Regions from separate parts of the Mus musculus genome. Here region 2 is linked to region 1. A link is a contact called in public Hi-C data. All regions are on one chromosome and are shown on one strand. Each heading gives the region's core, a stretch centred on a gene start, on an enhancer-like site or on the middle of the called end of the contact. The rest is flanking DNA. Distances are from core to core; before and after follow the strand shown. Region 1 holds the start of Lyz2 (lysozyme 2). Region 2 has its middle 17 kb from the start of Cpsf6.

What was found. A called contact is a pair of places that touch in the nucleus more often than the background predicts.
Region 2: a contact with region 1 is called in a Hi-C map of nephron progenitors, with 3 times the contacts expected there. The contact joins the enhancer-like site here to the promoter of Lyz2 in region 1. A contact is called at or near these places in 4 of 39 promoter capture datasets (the 3T3-L1 cell line, 3T3-L1-derived adipocytes and macrophages), 1 of 15 datasets of contacts at CTCF or cohesin (pro-B cells), 13 of 484 Hi-C or Micro-C datasets (the AML12 cell line, the Ba/F3 cell line, the HL-1 cell line and 8 more), 2 of 115 datasets of contacts at active chromatin or transcription factors (both in embryonic stem cells) and 2 of 9 other capture datasets (adipose tissue and liver).

The regions. Positions count from the first base shown.
Region 1 is chr10:117,278,982-117,286,320 of GRCm38.p6, reverse strand. It overlaps Lyz2 (lysozyme 2), which reads left to right and starts at 4,049. Exons shown (of 4, transcript NM_017372.3): 1 at 4,049-4,214; 2 at 5,516-5,680. The coding sequence starts at 4,079.
Region 2 is chr10:117,390,677-117,398,015 of GRCm38.p6, reverse strand. No RefSeq gene overlaps it. Among named protein-coding and RNA genes, the nearest start is that of Cpsf6, 17 kb to the right of the region's middle. Within about 2 kb of position 4,670, at least 176 of the 459 cell types and tissues checked have an H3K27ac peak or open chromatin away from gene starts, as enhancers often do. A contact at or near this core is called in the AML12 cell line, the Ba/F3 cell line, adipose tissue and 4 more, where this site is marked.

The DNA of each region.
Region 1 (7,339 bases), core at 2,800-5,299:
AAACATCTTCTCCATCACCTTGTGATTGGTCTGATAAAGAGCTGAAAGGTTAGAGGTCAGCAGGAGGTAGAAGGTGGGACTTCCAGGAGGAGAGTGGAACTCTGCGAGAGTCAGGTGTGAGGTGAAGGGATGCAGAGGAAGAAGCTCGCTGGCACTGAAGGAGACATAAATTATGAGCCTCCTGCCAGAGCATAGTAATACATATGGGTTAATTTAAGTTGTAAGAGCTAGTTGGAAACAAGAGTTAGCTAAGGGCTAAAGCTATAATTAATAAATACAAATATTTGTCTTTATTCAGAGCTGGGGAGTGCATAGAAAGTCGATATCCTTATACACATATATTGATTAATGTACTTTTTAAAACATTAATGAAATCAGGAGGGACCTCCAACTAGCTTCATTCTGTCTCGGTCATGTCTGAAACATTCCCGTGGTGATTGCTGCCCAGCGGAGGTTTTCCTTCAGAGGCACCGGGCTCTGCCCTAGCGTGTTGGCTGATAGGTAGGTGGTGCCTACCCAGCCTCCTCAGCAGCTGCAGACCGCACAGCAGAGACTTCTTGCCACTGCTCTGGGCTTCCTGCTCAGGAGTGAGTGTGCAGTCTCTCAGTGTGAAATGCGTTTTTATAAACACCAAGACTTATTTTGTCCCCTGCTCATTATGTTGCTCTTCCTTCTCTGATCTCTCCAAGGCTGTCATTGTGACTGTTTTTCATTTTCTGTTGCTGTTTCCTCTTAGTCCTTTCTGTTTGGTTTTTCCTTCAGTAGCGTCTATCTAGTACTTGCCATCTTTGGTTGACCATGGAGCCTTAAGCACTAAGGACCTGAATGGAAAGCCCAAGATCAGGGCAAGCCATCCCAGAAGAAGTGGAGTAAAGCTGGTGTTTCTCTGTGGGCCCAAATATTAGCATCACTGAGCGTTTTCTCCAGCTTCAGACAGGAGTCCTTGAGGCTGCCTCTTTTCTGAAGGATCGTTGTATCAGACAGAAATAGGGACACTTGAGTCCAAAGGGAGCTGGTGGAGAGTGATGAGTGAGTGGTTGGCACTTGTAATCCCAATACTGTGATGAGGAACAGGCTGCACCAGAGGAGTTTCTGGAGCCTAAAGAGCCCGAAGTATCCCTAGATAAACTAGGGAAGGGAAACCGCTGTCCTCTGCTACACCCAATTGCAACACACCCCACTACCCCCTCCTGCTAAGAGGAACAAGTAAGAGTGGAGAGATGGGAAAGAAAGAGAAGTAGGAAAGTGTGTGCAAAATGAGGAGAGGCAGAGCTGGTGATGTGTTGTTCATGATTAGAAAGGATGTGAGTAGCCTGTCCTGCCACTTGAAGCCATGGTTTGGTCCTGGCCCATGATGCCACTGAGGACAGTGTCTGGGTTTGTGGCTATATAGCAGGGGTGGTCTATGTCGATGTTATCCCTGAAGGTCATATGGACATCCCTGTTGTGGGCTGCCATCAGGTACCATGTTTATGTCCAAGGGATGCCCAGAGCTGGCCGTGCCCCACAATGGCTGCTGCACTTGCCAAAGCAGGCCCTACCCCTCAGCTACAACACTCTGGAGAGTGGCTCCACACTTCACAAAACTTAAGGCATATCTGTGGATCCCTCGAAGGGCTCTGCACAGGGAGTGGCTTGAGTGGTGTTACTCGCAGCGAAGTTGAAAGGTAGGAGTGGGGAACAGGAAGGCCTGCCATGGAATCTGCGTCTTGTTTGGATTTAAACAGCTTTGTTCTGTTAGGCCAAGGGAAAATGACCAAGAAAGTGTTTCCCAGGAAGGCACGAATTTGTGCCTGTTGGTGAGAAACGTGTGTTCATTCTGTCCCATTTGACAGTATAAAAAGCACTCTTTTTAGAACCTTTAGTGATCATTTGAACCGTGCATATGTGTGGCTGTGTGCATGAGAACTAGTGCCACCGAGCCCAGAAGAAGTGGACAACCATGGAGCTGGAGACACAGGCAGCTTCCAGCTGACTGATGTGGTGGGAATCAAACTCGGGTCCTCTGGAGGAGCAGCAGTGCTTTCAAATTCGGAGCCACTTCTCTAGGCTCCAAAGCACTCTTTCTCATTTATTAAAGTACCAGGAATCACTAGAATTAGTACTGAATATGATGGAATCTTCCTTTTGCACTTAATGCTGGAAATTAAGATATGGTATTAAAAGGTTTTCCTGCAGAGACCTGTACCCAAATGTGTAAGAGGAAAACTGTCCTTGTGGGCTGCAGAGACGGCTCAATGGTTAAGAGCACTGACTGCTCTTCTGAGAGGTCCCAAGTTCAATCCCCAAAAACCACATAGTGGCTCACAACCATCTCTAATGGGATCCAGTAACCTCTTCTGGTATATCTGAAGACAGCTATAGTGTTCACATATACATAAAACACATATAATAAAAAACATAGCAAAATTTATATAACTTACCAAATAAAACATCTAGTATATAGCAAATTTCTGTGTAGGACAAATTTCTACCCAAAATTATGGGAATTTGCTATTTTACTATTAAATCTCTTGCTCAGCCTATTATCTGAAGGGGATAATAAAATAAGATTAAATCTTGTCACTGTCCGTATCTCCTGCTCCAGGACAAATAATTTAGGACATCTAAATCAGTCCTTCCCTTTTTTCCTTTTCTTTCTTTCTTGTTTTTTGTTTTTCTGAGACAGAGTTTCTCTGTGTAGCCCTGGCTGTCCTGGAACTCACTTTGTAGACCAGGCTGGCCTCAACTCAGAAATCCACCTGCCTCTGCCTCCCAAGTGCTGGCATTAAAGGCATGCAACACCATGCTCGGCTAGCCCTTCCGTTTCTAATCGGCACACTAGACCAGTACATTCAGTGTGTCTCAGGGTGACAACCGGAAGTAAGGAGCCTCCTCACCCAGCACAGTAACTGCATGAGTGATGATTAGGGAGAGGGCAAAGGGATGGCTTTGTGTGCACCATAGAGTCTGTCCCCTAGTCCAGGGCCAGGACCCAGTGCTTGGCTTTCCAACAGTGTTGTTTTCTAAGGATGCCCACAGGGACTGGAGAGATGGCTCATCACTGGAGAGCACTCATTCTCCCATAGTACCCAGGTTCAATTCCTCAGCACCCATGAGTATGCCCACAGCTGTCTGTAACTCCACCCCAAGGATCTGACACCCTTTTCTGACCTCCGTAGGATCAGGCACATAGGGGATGCACAGACATACATGCAGGCAAGAATGTCTATACACATAAAACACAAATAATAATTGAAAACTAAAAACCACACATTCCATTTGTTGTCATTTTTGTGCCATTCTCTTCTGAAATACAGCCTAATATTTCCTTTTCTTTTTTTTTATTTTAGACATAGAAAAAACATACAGTCCAGTTTTCTGTAAGTAACACACAGGGAAATGCTTTTTAAATAATTAAGAGCACTGGTTTAAAACGAATGTTAGCTGACCATAGTTGGATGTTGGACTCAGTATTAAGCATACCTTGCTGTGTTGTTCTGTGCTGAGGACCCACTGGGATGTGAGTGTATTAGTCAGTAGAGGATCCACCATGGCAAGGAGTAAGGAATGTCCCAGCTCAGGAATCAAGTGGCAAATCTTTTCCCTTTTCTTGATCGTGTTCAAAATACACTTTACAGATGCTTTCACTCCAATCTCCTACACTAAAAACACAGATCTACTACCTTTGCTGGGCAAGAGAGGGATGAAATTCCTGCAAAATAGAACTTTAGGGATATGCTGAAGAAAAAGGATAAATGCATTCCAAGAGATGAGGAAAAACAGAAGCCATTATTTCACAGCAGCATTGCAGACTAGCTAAAGGCAGAAGGGAGAGACTCTGGAGTGTCTCAAATGTTTAAGCATTTTAAAATAAATACTGTATGCTTATTCTTGGGCTGCCAGAATTTCTCTCATCACATAAATGAAGAAGGAAGATCAAGTGCTGAAGTCCATAGATCGGTAGGAACTTCCTGTTTTGCACACAGCTCAAATGTAGGAAACCACAAGCTGTTGGGAAAGGAGGGACTTGGAGGATGCTTAAATAGCAGGCATGCTTTCTCTAGTCAGCCAGCAGCTGACCCAGCCTCCAGTCACCATGAAGACTCTCCTGACTCTGGGACTCCTCCTGCTTTCTGTCACTGCTCAGGCCAAGGTCTATGAACGTTGTGAGTTTGCCAGAACTCTGAAAAGGAATGGAATGGCTGGCTACTATGGAGTCAGCCTGGCCGACTGTAAGTCTCTTCTTGATGGCTCCAGCTAATCGCTCAGAACAGGGACAGGGGAGCAGTGAGTGACCAGAGAGGAAACTGCAGCATACACTGTCATGGTTGTTCCCTGTGTGACTGAGGTCATTTGACAGAAAGCATCAGTTTTTGTCTTTTGAATTAGAGATGCTGGGGTGAGGGCTTGGAAGGGACATTGTGTGCCATGGTAAGGCAACAGGACCTGAGGGGCTCAGGGACTGTCACTAAATTTTCTGTTGCTTCAGACTCAACATGAGTAAGGGGGCTGAGAAGAGATGGGAGAGTCAGCCAGAGATCCTGGACTGACATGGTATTTGTCTTCACTTCTCTTACCGTGGTGTGTAACTTTTGAGATACGTTTTTTGACCTATGTGCACAAGTCAGAGCGATCCTATTTGCCCCTAATTGGTGGATAAATGAGGTTCTCAGAAACTGAGTATTAAGTGACTTAGCAGCGTTCTTGATTCTGGGGTGGCCTTTAGCGTCACACAAGGAAAGATGTGGAGGAGGAACAGTTCCTCGTGGCTTACGTCATCTATGTTATCACAATCAGATTCCATTGAGGTGCCTGCTACTGAGCAGAGTGATGTGTGTGTGGATGGATGGATGGATGGATGGATGGATGGAGGGATGGATGGATGGACCTGCAGAATAGCCTTTTCTGTCCTGAGGTTCTTGCTTTATGTATTCTCACTAGACATTTGTGATGGTGTACAATCCTGGAATCCAAGCAATGGGAGGCTGAGGCAGGAGGTTGCAAGCTCAGGGGGGCAGGGGTGATGGTAAAAGCAATGAGAGAATTACCTATTTCATTTGGAAGGCAGTGGGGTTTCACCACAGAGCACTGGCTGACCTAGAACTTGCTATGCAGACCAGGCTGGTCTCAAACTCACACAGACTCACCAGCCTCTGCCTAACAACTGCAGGAAATAAAACTGAGCACCACTGGGGCAGGGTTACGTTTTAAAAGGCCCTTAACCTGGTTATTCTTTGATTTGTCCTCCAAGGGGTTTTCTTTGGGGCACTTGAAAATTACTCGCTGATTGGGCACAGCAGTTCTACCTACCTGAAGGACAGAGGCAGGAGGATCACTTGTCACCAGAGACTACCCTAGGCAACACAGCCAGACACAGGCTGAACTAGTGGTAGCATATTCTATAATTTAACCACATGATTGTATTTCTAGTACATCACTTCTAAAATTCAGCCAGCTCAAAAGGCTGATTTTGGTATCAAATATGGATCATTTGCGGTTGATGCTTATTGATAAATTTTCTTTTCCTTCTCAGGGGTGTGTTTAGCTCAGCACGAGAGCAATTATAACACACGAGCTACAAACTACAACCGTGGAGACCAAAGCACTGACTATGGGATATTTCAGATCAATAGCCGATACTGGTGTAATGATGGCAAAACCCCAAGAGCTGTGAATGCCTGTGGGATCAATTGCAGTGGTAAGAAATGGTGGGGTACAGTGCTAACAAACAACCATTCTGCTCTTTCTGCAAGAGCAGAGATTCTGTGCAGGAGGAGTAACACTGGGAGAAGCATCAGGAACCTGGGGAAGCTGCCTTCACTGTTAGAGAGTCATCAAATGAACCAAGTAGGGCAGTAGGCTCACACTGTGTTTGGCAATAGAATACCCTGTTTACAGCTCAGAGGGCCCTAGGTGCACCTCCAAAATCAATGAGTGAATAGATGAAATGAAATAAATAGAGGCTGGACAGATAGTTCTGGTGGAAGAGTCATCACAGTTTGACCCCCAGCAGCCACAAAAAAAGCTGAGTTTGGTGACATGGGTATATAACCCCAGCACAGGCCAATCTGTGTGGCTCACTGGCCACCCAGCACAGCCTACTCTGCAAGCCAGTTGCAAATGGCAGACCCTGTCTGAAAAACACTGTGGACTGCTCCCAGGGCAGTCATCTGACAGAAGAGGGTGCCAGATCTCGTGACAGATGGTTGTGAGCCACCATGTGGTTGCTGGGATTTGAACTCAGGACCTTTGGAAGAGCAGTCAGGGCTCTTAACCACTAAGCCATCTCTCCAGCCCTAATCCCTACTCTTTTAAACTTGGTTGTCAATTTTTCAAGAGAAGATGGACTTTTGGGCTTTCCTTGTTACCTGCTTAGTCTGACTTTAACAGCGTTCTAGTCACTCATCTACAGTCACTGGGAAGTGTTAGAAAACTCCAGCAAAGGAGTGTGACTCCCAGTGTGAGCACTCAAGGATCGATTTAACTGAAACCTTTGGAAAGTGCTCCTATAGAACGTTAATCTATGCTGTCCGTACATTTAAAGTTATATGATGCACATATGTGCTCACACCGAGACATGTAAAGATTTTACAGTTTTACATAAATTATACTTAACACAGCTCCATGATATGGCTATTCCTGAAAACCACATCTGGAGTAACAAATACTGACCTGGATTCTCCCGTTAAAGAGAGACTAAAATTACAGGAGCAATATTCTCTGCTTGAAAACAGCACTCTTAAGTCTCAAGTCACAAAGCAGCTGGGCTCCTTCTGTTTTACTAGTTATAACCTGCTAGGAAAATCTTTATACATAAAAGCCTCATACTCTGTTTTCTTTTTAAAGTATTAATTTATCTCTGTGTGTGAAATTTTGCCCGATATGATTCTGGTCACCATGTGTTCCTGGTACCAGTGTAGGCCAGAACAGGGCATCAGATCTCCTGGAACTGGAGTTACAGACAGTTGTGACCTGCCATGTGGGTTCTGGGAATTGAATCCTCTGGAAGAGCATCCGGTGCTCTTAGCCACCGAGCCATCTCTCCAACCCCTGGTTTTTCTTTAGGATGCATTTTCCCTGGGAGATGCCCAGGTGACAGTTCTCTGCCTGCTCTGTTTCCCAGTGTGCACATGAACAGGGCCTGCCCTCACCCTAGCCGACAGTCACACACCCTCCAGTGAGTCCTCTCTGCCTCGTGGCTTCGTTACTTTTCACCAGGGCTGGGATGCTGTGATCCCGATCAGATTCACAAGCTCAACCCCACGACCACTGAAGCATATCCCAGACCCACCAGGGACTCTGTAAATGAGAAGTGGGGTCACAATGGAAGGAGCCCAGCTGCTTTAAGACCAAAGAC
Region 2 (7,339 bases), core at 3,421-5,920, 110 kb before region 1:
TCCCTAAGTTAAAAAGGAGAAATAGGAAGAAAAAAAAATTTTTTAAGGTAAGTTTCAGTGTGTGACCTAGGCTTATCTCAAACTTCTGGGCCCAAACAATCCACCATTCAGTCCTTCCACCTCAGCCTATTGGGTAGCTAGAACTAGAAGCAGGCGCCAGAGAAGCCTTCCGTGAGTGGTGAAGTTCTGGGCTGGAGAGATGGCTCAGCGGTTAAGAGCCCTGACTGCTCTTCCAGAGGTCCTGAGTTCAAATCCCAGCAACCACGTGGTGGCTTACAACCATCTGTAATGGGATCTGATGCTCTCTTCTGGTGTGTCCGAAGACAGCTACAGTGTACACACATATATTAAATAAATTAATAATAATAGTAATAATAATAATACTAATAATAGTGGTGAAGTCCTGAACCAACGTCACAGCCATGTCTAGAACCAACTACTCAGGCCCACCAGACCCACAGGCATGGCAAAGCCCTGCCCTCACACCCAGGGTAAGGTTGAGAGGGATGTCAAACCCTTCCTTTGGTCCAAGTTCAAATGGTAACAATGTATCCAACAATTGTTAACAAACCATGGATCATGTGTTTGAAAAAACTAGCTTCCTTCTTTCAGCGGTTTTCAGCCTGAGACTTGTTCCCATGCAGAAGCAAGCTAACTTTTCCGGTCTGTGCTGGCCACCATAAAAGCATCGAGGTTCCAGGTTGTTGCGTAGTAGGGTGTCACTCCATCAGAGTGTGCACACCCACGTGGTCCCGCATGTGTCTGGGTGTCTTTTCTTTCTTTATCCCCCCCCCCGCCCCCCCCCCCACACCCAGTCAGATTTCCCAGCGCAAGTTGTGTGGGAAGTGCGACACCATAGAGCTTAGCTTCTGCTGCTGCTGCTGCTGCTGCTGCTGCTGCTGCTGCTGCTGCTGCTGCTGCTGCTGCTGCTGCTGCAGCTAGTACTGCTTACTGTTTAGAAGAAGACTACGAAGTGCAGAGCAGCCTCTGATTTGTTACAGTCCTCAAATCCCACGGTGTAATTGCTGCAACGACAACGAAGTCTGCTCTGGTAGTGGAGTACATTTCTGTTATCCCACCTGGAATGTCACACAGACTAATTTCCGTTCAGTTTAACTCTTTCTGGTTGTGTCCAGTGAGACAGACGCACTCCCACAACCGGCTGAGTTTGAGGCTTCTTTTCGAACACCTTTAGATCTATTGTATCTGCCAACTGTCTCATTTCCTACTGTATACAGATGCGCTCCAGGACAGGGCTCCACCCTAAGCTGCTCCCCCCCCTCCCCCCCCCCCACTCCTCCTCTTCCCAGTTTCTCCTGCTCCGCCCTCCACATCCTGTACGGAAACCCGATAGCCTACATGATTCCTTACCTATTTCTATATTTTATGGAGCTGTTCCTGTAAGGTGACCGACCTCCAAAGTGGTGATTATGTTGCTCTTCTGAATGTCACAGAGGTGATGCTGCTGCTGAACCGAGCCCGCTGTGCCTTCTCCAACTCAGTCGCATCCTGGATCATTCGATGGTCACTGCTCTTGATCTACTTGAGTTTTTTTTTTTTTTTAAGATTTATTTATTTATTATATCTAAGTATACTGTCGCTGTCTTCAGACACCCCAGAAGAGGGTATCAGATCTCATTACGGATGGTTGTGAGCCACCATGTGGTTGCTGGGATTTGAACTCAGGACCTCTAGAAGAGCAGTCAGTGCTCTTACCCGCTGAACCATCTCTCCAGCCCTAGTTGAGCAATTTTTGCTCGCTGAGTTTATATATAAATTCTCCAATACAGTCACCATGTAGTTTTTATTTTATTTTATTTTATTTTATTTTTATTTTTTACTTATTCATTTTACATCGGGCCCAGTCAGCCCCTGCCACAATCCTTACATGCCCCTGCCTTCTCTTCTGAGTGAGTGGGGGCTCCCCTGGGTATTTCCCTACCATGGCACTTCAAGGCTCTGTGAAGCTAGGTGTTTCCTCTCCCACTGAAGCCAGCATCAGATATTTTAGTGACAATGACCATTAACCCCATTACCAATATGAAGGTCTCTGGAGTAATCACACATATTTTTTTTTTTTTTTGCATGGAAAATACAAGATAAGCCTAGTTTCAAGAGTGAAAATACAATGCCATAAAAACCATTTTGTCAGGCGGTGGTGGCATATGCCTTTAATCTCAGCACTCAGGAGGCAGATCTCTATGAATCTGAGGCCAGCCTGGTCTACAGAGTGAGTTCCAGGACAGCTAAGGCTACACAGAGAAACCCTGTCTCAATAAATAAATAAATAAATAAATAAATAAATAAATAAATAAATAAAGTAGACTAGAATAGATAATATATGCATTAGACTGATGAAAATTTTCTCTCTATAGAAAATTGCACTATGTATTATGTGCTTGGATAGGTGGGGAAAAGATACTTATAATGATGTCATTTAGAAACATTTTATTATTGGATATTAAGTATACAAAATAATAGGGCTGGAGTTCTCTCAGGCAGGCAAATACTATGAGCATAACAACCTCCATCACCTTCTGGCCTGTCCCTGGCACTCCCAGCTTCTTCCTACTTCCACACATCCCACACTCAGATTAAGAGAGAACACACAAGACGTGTCCTTCTGAGTCCATTGCTCCTTTTAGTGTTCTTGTTAGTGTTCTGGGGAGTTTAAGATAGGGTTTCTCTATGTGGCTGAAGCTAACGACAAGCTTGCTGTCTTCCTGTCTCCACTTCTTAAGGGCTGGGGTTATGAACATGGGGTTATATATCTGGCTAGGATACAATTTTGCCAAAAAACACATGGCACATTTATTCAGATCCAATAAAGTACCTGGAAGGAGAGATAGGAAGTATTAGTTAGAATGCCATCCTTCCTTTTGCTTTTTAGGATACATATACTCTATAATTATTGCATATTAGTCTCCTATAGAATATAGATAAAGAGTTATTTCCCGTGGGTGGAGGCATAAAGGGAATTACTCAGGAAGATACACATGCTAACACCAGTTATTGCCACACAATGACTTTCTTTTAAAAAGAATTATTTATTTTACTTATATGAGTACACTGTGGCTGTCTTCAGAAACACCAGAAGAGGGCATCAGATCTGTTTACAGATGGTTGTGAGCCACCATGTGGTTGCTGGGATTTGAACTCAGGACCTCTGGAAGAGCAGTCAGTGCTCTTAATTGCTGAGCCATCTCTCCAGCCCACAATGACTTTTTTTTTTCATCTTAAGTTTTTTCATGTGTTTAAACAGTTTTTTGAGAAAGATACACCGATGGCTTCTTTCTTATTTATGACTTTTTTCTCCTAAATTCTCTTTGACTTACTGTTGGTATAGCTGAGCTATTTCCATTTTACCTGGTATGTGCTTGCTACACCTTTTTTTGTACCCAGTCCTCTCCCCTTTAGTGTTGAAATGAAGCACTGGCATGCTACCTAGGCTGGCTGTGGGAGCCTCTTGCACCAATGCCCTAAGTTACTGGGAACAACAGTGTGCCACTGAGCGCCCCCCCCCCGCCCCCCAGGAACCTGTTAAGTGTGTGTTTTGTTTTTTGGAGCTAAGGTTTCTCTGTGTAGCCCTGGCTGTCCTAGAACTCACTCTGTAGACCAGGCTGGCCTTGAACTCACAGAGATTCACCTGCCTCTGCCTCCCATGTGCTAGGATTAAAGATTCTCACCCCTGTCTTTATTGATGTGAAGGCTGTATATTATGTCTGTAACAACCAGTGTATAGCTTAGTTCTATTTATTCTGCCATCTTCAGCATATTGGTGTTTGTGTACATGTTTTGTTATAACTCTGTTGTGTAACATTCAAGGCAGTAAAAGGGATTGAGGGGATCAAAACTTTTATCTCTATTTATTAAAACGGTAAAAATAGTCTCTGAACCAGGCGAGGTAGAGGTGGTGCACGCCTTTACGCCCACCACTCGGGAGGCAGAGGCAGGTGAATCTCTGGGAGTTCAAGGTCAGCCTGGTCTACAGAGTGAGTTCCAGGACAGCAAAGGCTACACGGAGAAACGGTCTCGAAAACCGAAAAAGAAAAAGAACGTAACTACTTCGACAACAACAACACAGCAAAAAAACATATTCTCAGTATGCTCTTAGCAGAATTCTAAGCGTGTCGAGCTCCTCTCTTCAGCTATAGATGTGCTCTGGGGCTACGCCCCCCACCCCACTTCCCTCCACCCTCGCGCAGGGGGAGCCATCTGAATCTCCTAACCTCCTCAGTTTCCTGAGTCTTATAAGTTTGGTCGCTTTCCTGAATTTCCTAACTTTACTTCTGTGTGTCAGGAGCCTCCCTCCTCCCTCAAGGAGCCAACGTTTCAACTCAGAGGAAACAGGGTTTGAAGTTGATCGTGAGCAGAGTGATGCAGGAATTTTACTCCCTTAGGTTCTCCGCACGGCCGGGTCATGTGACCCGGGCCTTGCAACCCCCCCCCCTCGCTCCCCCCCCCCCGCCCTCCGCCCACTTTCTCCCCTCACAGTTACTTGATGACTTGAGGACACTCTTTGTCCCTGCAGGCTCCTTGGCGGTGGTTGCTCGTCCTGCAGCGTTTCGTCATCTTCCGTTTACTTTCTTTTAGACATGACATAGATCTTCCTAAGTGGTTACGTCATCGTCAAAGTCTCCTCTAGTTCACCCCACGGACAGGACCGTTTGCTTCCTGCCAGCTTTTGGCTGACATAACTTCCGAGGGATTTTCAAAGCAACATCCACACTCTGCTCAAGGGTTATCAGTTCTCTGAACACATAGTTTGTAATTTGAGTTGATGCTTGCGAAGCACTTACCTCAGGGACCGGTATAAATTGCTTTGTACTCAATAATTGTTGGCTCTTTTCCATCCCCTTGTCACCAATAAATACTCCACTTGAGGGAGGTGTTTTTATCTCTCTATTATTTCCCCCCCCCCCCCCCCCCCCCCCCGTTCAAACAGGTCAACTGCGGTTAAGCAGCTCTTGCTTAAAGCAGCACAGCTGGGAAGTGAGTGTGGCGACTCCTGCCTGTCGCCTTAGGTCGTTGGCTGAGAGAAGATTACTTCAGCCCAAGAGTTAAAAATCAGTCCGGAACAGAAAATGTAGTACATTTACACAGCAGAGTACTACTCAGTTATTAAAAACAATGGATTTATGAAATTCTTGGACAAATGGATGTATCTGGAGGATATCATCCTTAGTGAGGTAACCCAATCACAAAAGAAGTCATTAGATATGCACTCACTCATAAGTGGATATTAGCCCAGAAACAGAACACCCAAGATACAATTTGCAAAACACAAGAAAATCAAGAAGAGGGAAGACCAATGGGTGGATACTTCATTCCTCCTTAAGATAGGAAACAAAATACCCATGGAAGGAGTTACAGAGACAAAGTTTGGAGCTAAGACGAAAGGATGGACTATACAGAGACTACCCCACCCAGGGATCCATCCCATAATCAGCCACCAAACCCAGACACTATTGCATATGCCAGAAAGATTTTGCTGAAGGGACCCTGTTACAAGCTGTCTTGTATGAGTCTATGCCAGTGCCTGGCAAATACAGAAGTGGATGCTCACAGTCATCTATAAGATGGAACACAGGGCCCCCAATGGAGAAGCTAGAGAAAGCACCCAAGGAGCTGAAGGGGTCTGCAACCCTATAGGTGGAACAACAATATGAACTAACCAGTACCCCCAGATCTCGTGTCTCTACCTGCATGTATAGCAGAAGATGGCCTAGTTGGCCATCATTGGGAAGAGAGGCCCCTTGGTCTTGCAAACTTTATATGCCCCAGTACAGGGGAATGCCAGGGCCAAGAAGCAGGAGTGAGTGGGTAGGGAAGCAGGGTGGAGGGAGGGTATAGGGTACTTTTGGGATAGCATTAAAGAAAATATCTAATAAAAAAAGAAAGAAAGAAAGAAATCAGTCTGGAAAACACAGTGAAACCTGCGTTCAAAAATAAATAAATGAAAACAAAACAACCCCCGCCCTCCAGGAAGAGCAGCAGAGGAGTACCTCAAAGCAAGGTGTAACCCACATCTTTGCACACCAGATCTCCCTGAGTCATAATGGAATCTTATTGACATAGTGGTCCAGACCAAGCTAACATTACAGTAAAATACTTACAGAATAGTAAAGTGAACAAATTCTTTTATCATTTATTTTTTCCCAAAGACTTATTTATTTATTATATATAAATACACTGTAGCTGTCTTCAGACACACCAGAAGAGGGCATCAGACCCCATTACAGATGGTTGTGAGCCACCATGTGGTTGCTGGGAATGGAACTCAGGACTTCTGGAAGAATAGTTGGTGCTCTTAACCACTGAGCCATCTCTCCAGCCCCCCCCCCCTTTTTTTTTTATCATTTCTATGTGGTTTTAGTAATTATATATGTTGAGGGAGAAAATATACAATATGGTTTTGTTTTAGTATTTCATTGCTGTGAAGAGATACCATGATCGTGGCAACTCTTATAAAGGCAAAAACATTATTTGGGGCTGGCTTTCAGTTCAGAGGCTTAGTCCGTTATCGTCATGGTGAGAAGCATGAGCTGACCTGGTGCTGGAGAGGAAGCTAAGAGTTCTACATCTGGATGTCTAGGCAGCAGGAAGAGAGAGACACAGTAGGCTTGTCTTAACTTCTGAGACCTTAAAGCCCACACCACTGACACACTTCCTCCAACAAGGCTACACCTGTTCCATCAAGGCCACACCTCCTAATAGTGACACACCTCTGGGGGCCATTTTCATTGAAACCACCAGATTGCGTCCTATTAATTTACCCAAAGTGCACCAAGTCCCTCCTCCCTCCTCCCTCCCCCATCCCCTTCTCCTCCTCCCTCTCCAGCTGTCCTTCCTTCTCTCCCAGATCGCCCTGGCCGATCCCAGATCGCTTATCCCCCATCTCTTCTCAGCTGGATATTTTCTCTCTCTTGTAGACAATGCCTACCCCCCATCGTGGAACAGCCATTGTGGCCAGTTTATTACCGCGTCTGTCACATACAACAATTAAACGAGTTTTCTACAGAATAGTATTTATAACTGCTCCCTCTACCCCCCCCCCCCTTCGAGACAGGGTTTCCCTGTATAGCCCTGGCTGTCCTGGAACTCACTCTGTAGACCAGGCTGACCTCGAACTCAGAATTCTGCCTGCCTCTGCCTCCCAAGTGCTGGGATTACAGGCATGCGCCACCACTGCCCGGGTGTTCCCGGTATCTTAAACATTGTTTCTCCTCCACCCAGTCCTAGTGCCGCGGATGAGCTGAGCATCTGCAGCTCACACTATGTCCCTGCTGTGGACAGAGTGTTCCTCTGAGCACTCCCTCAGATCAGCTGTGCCTGCTTG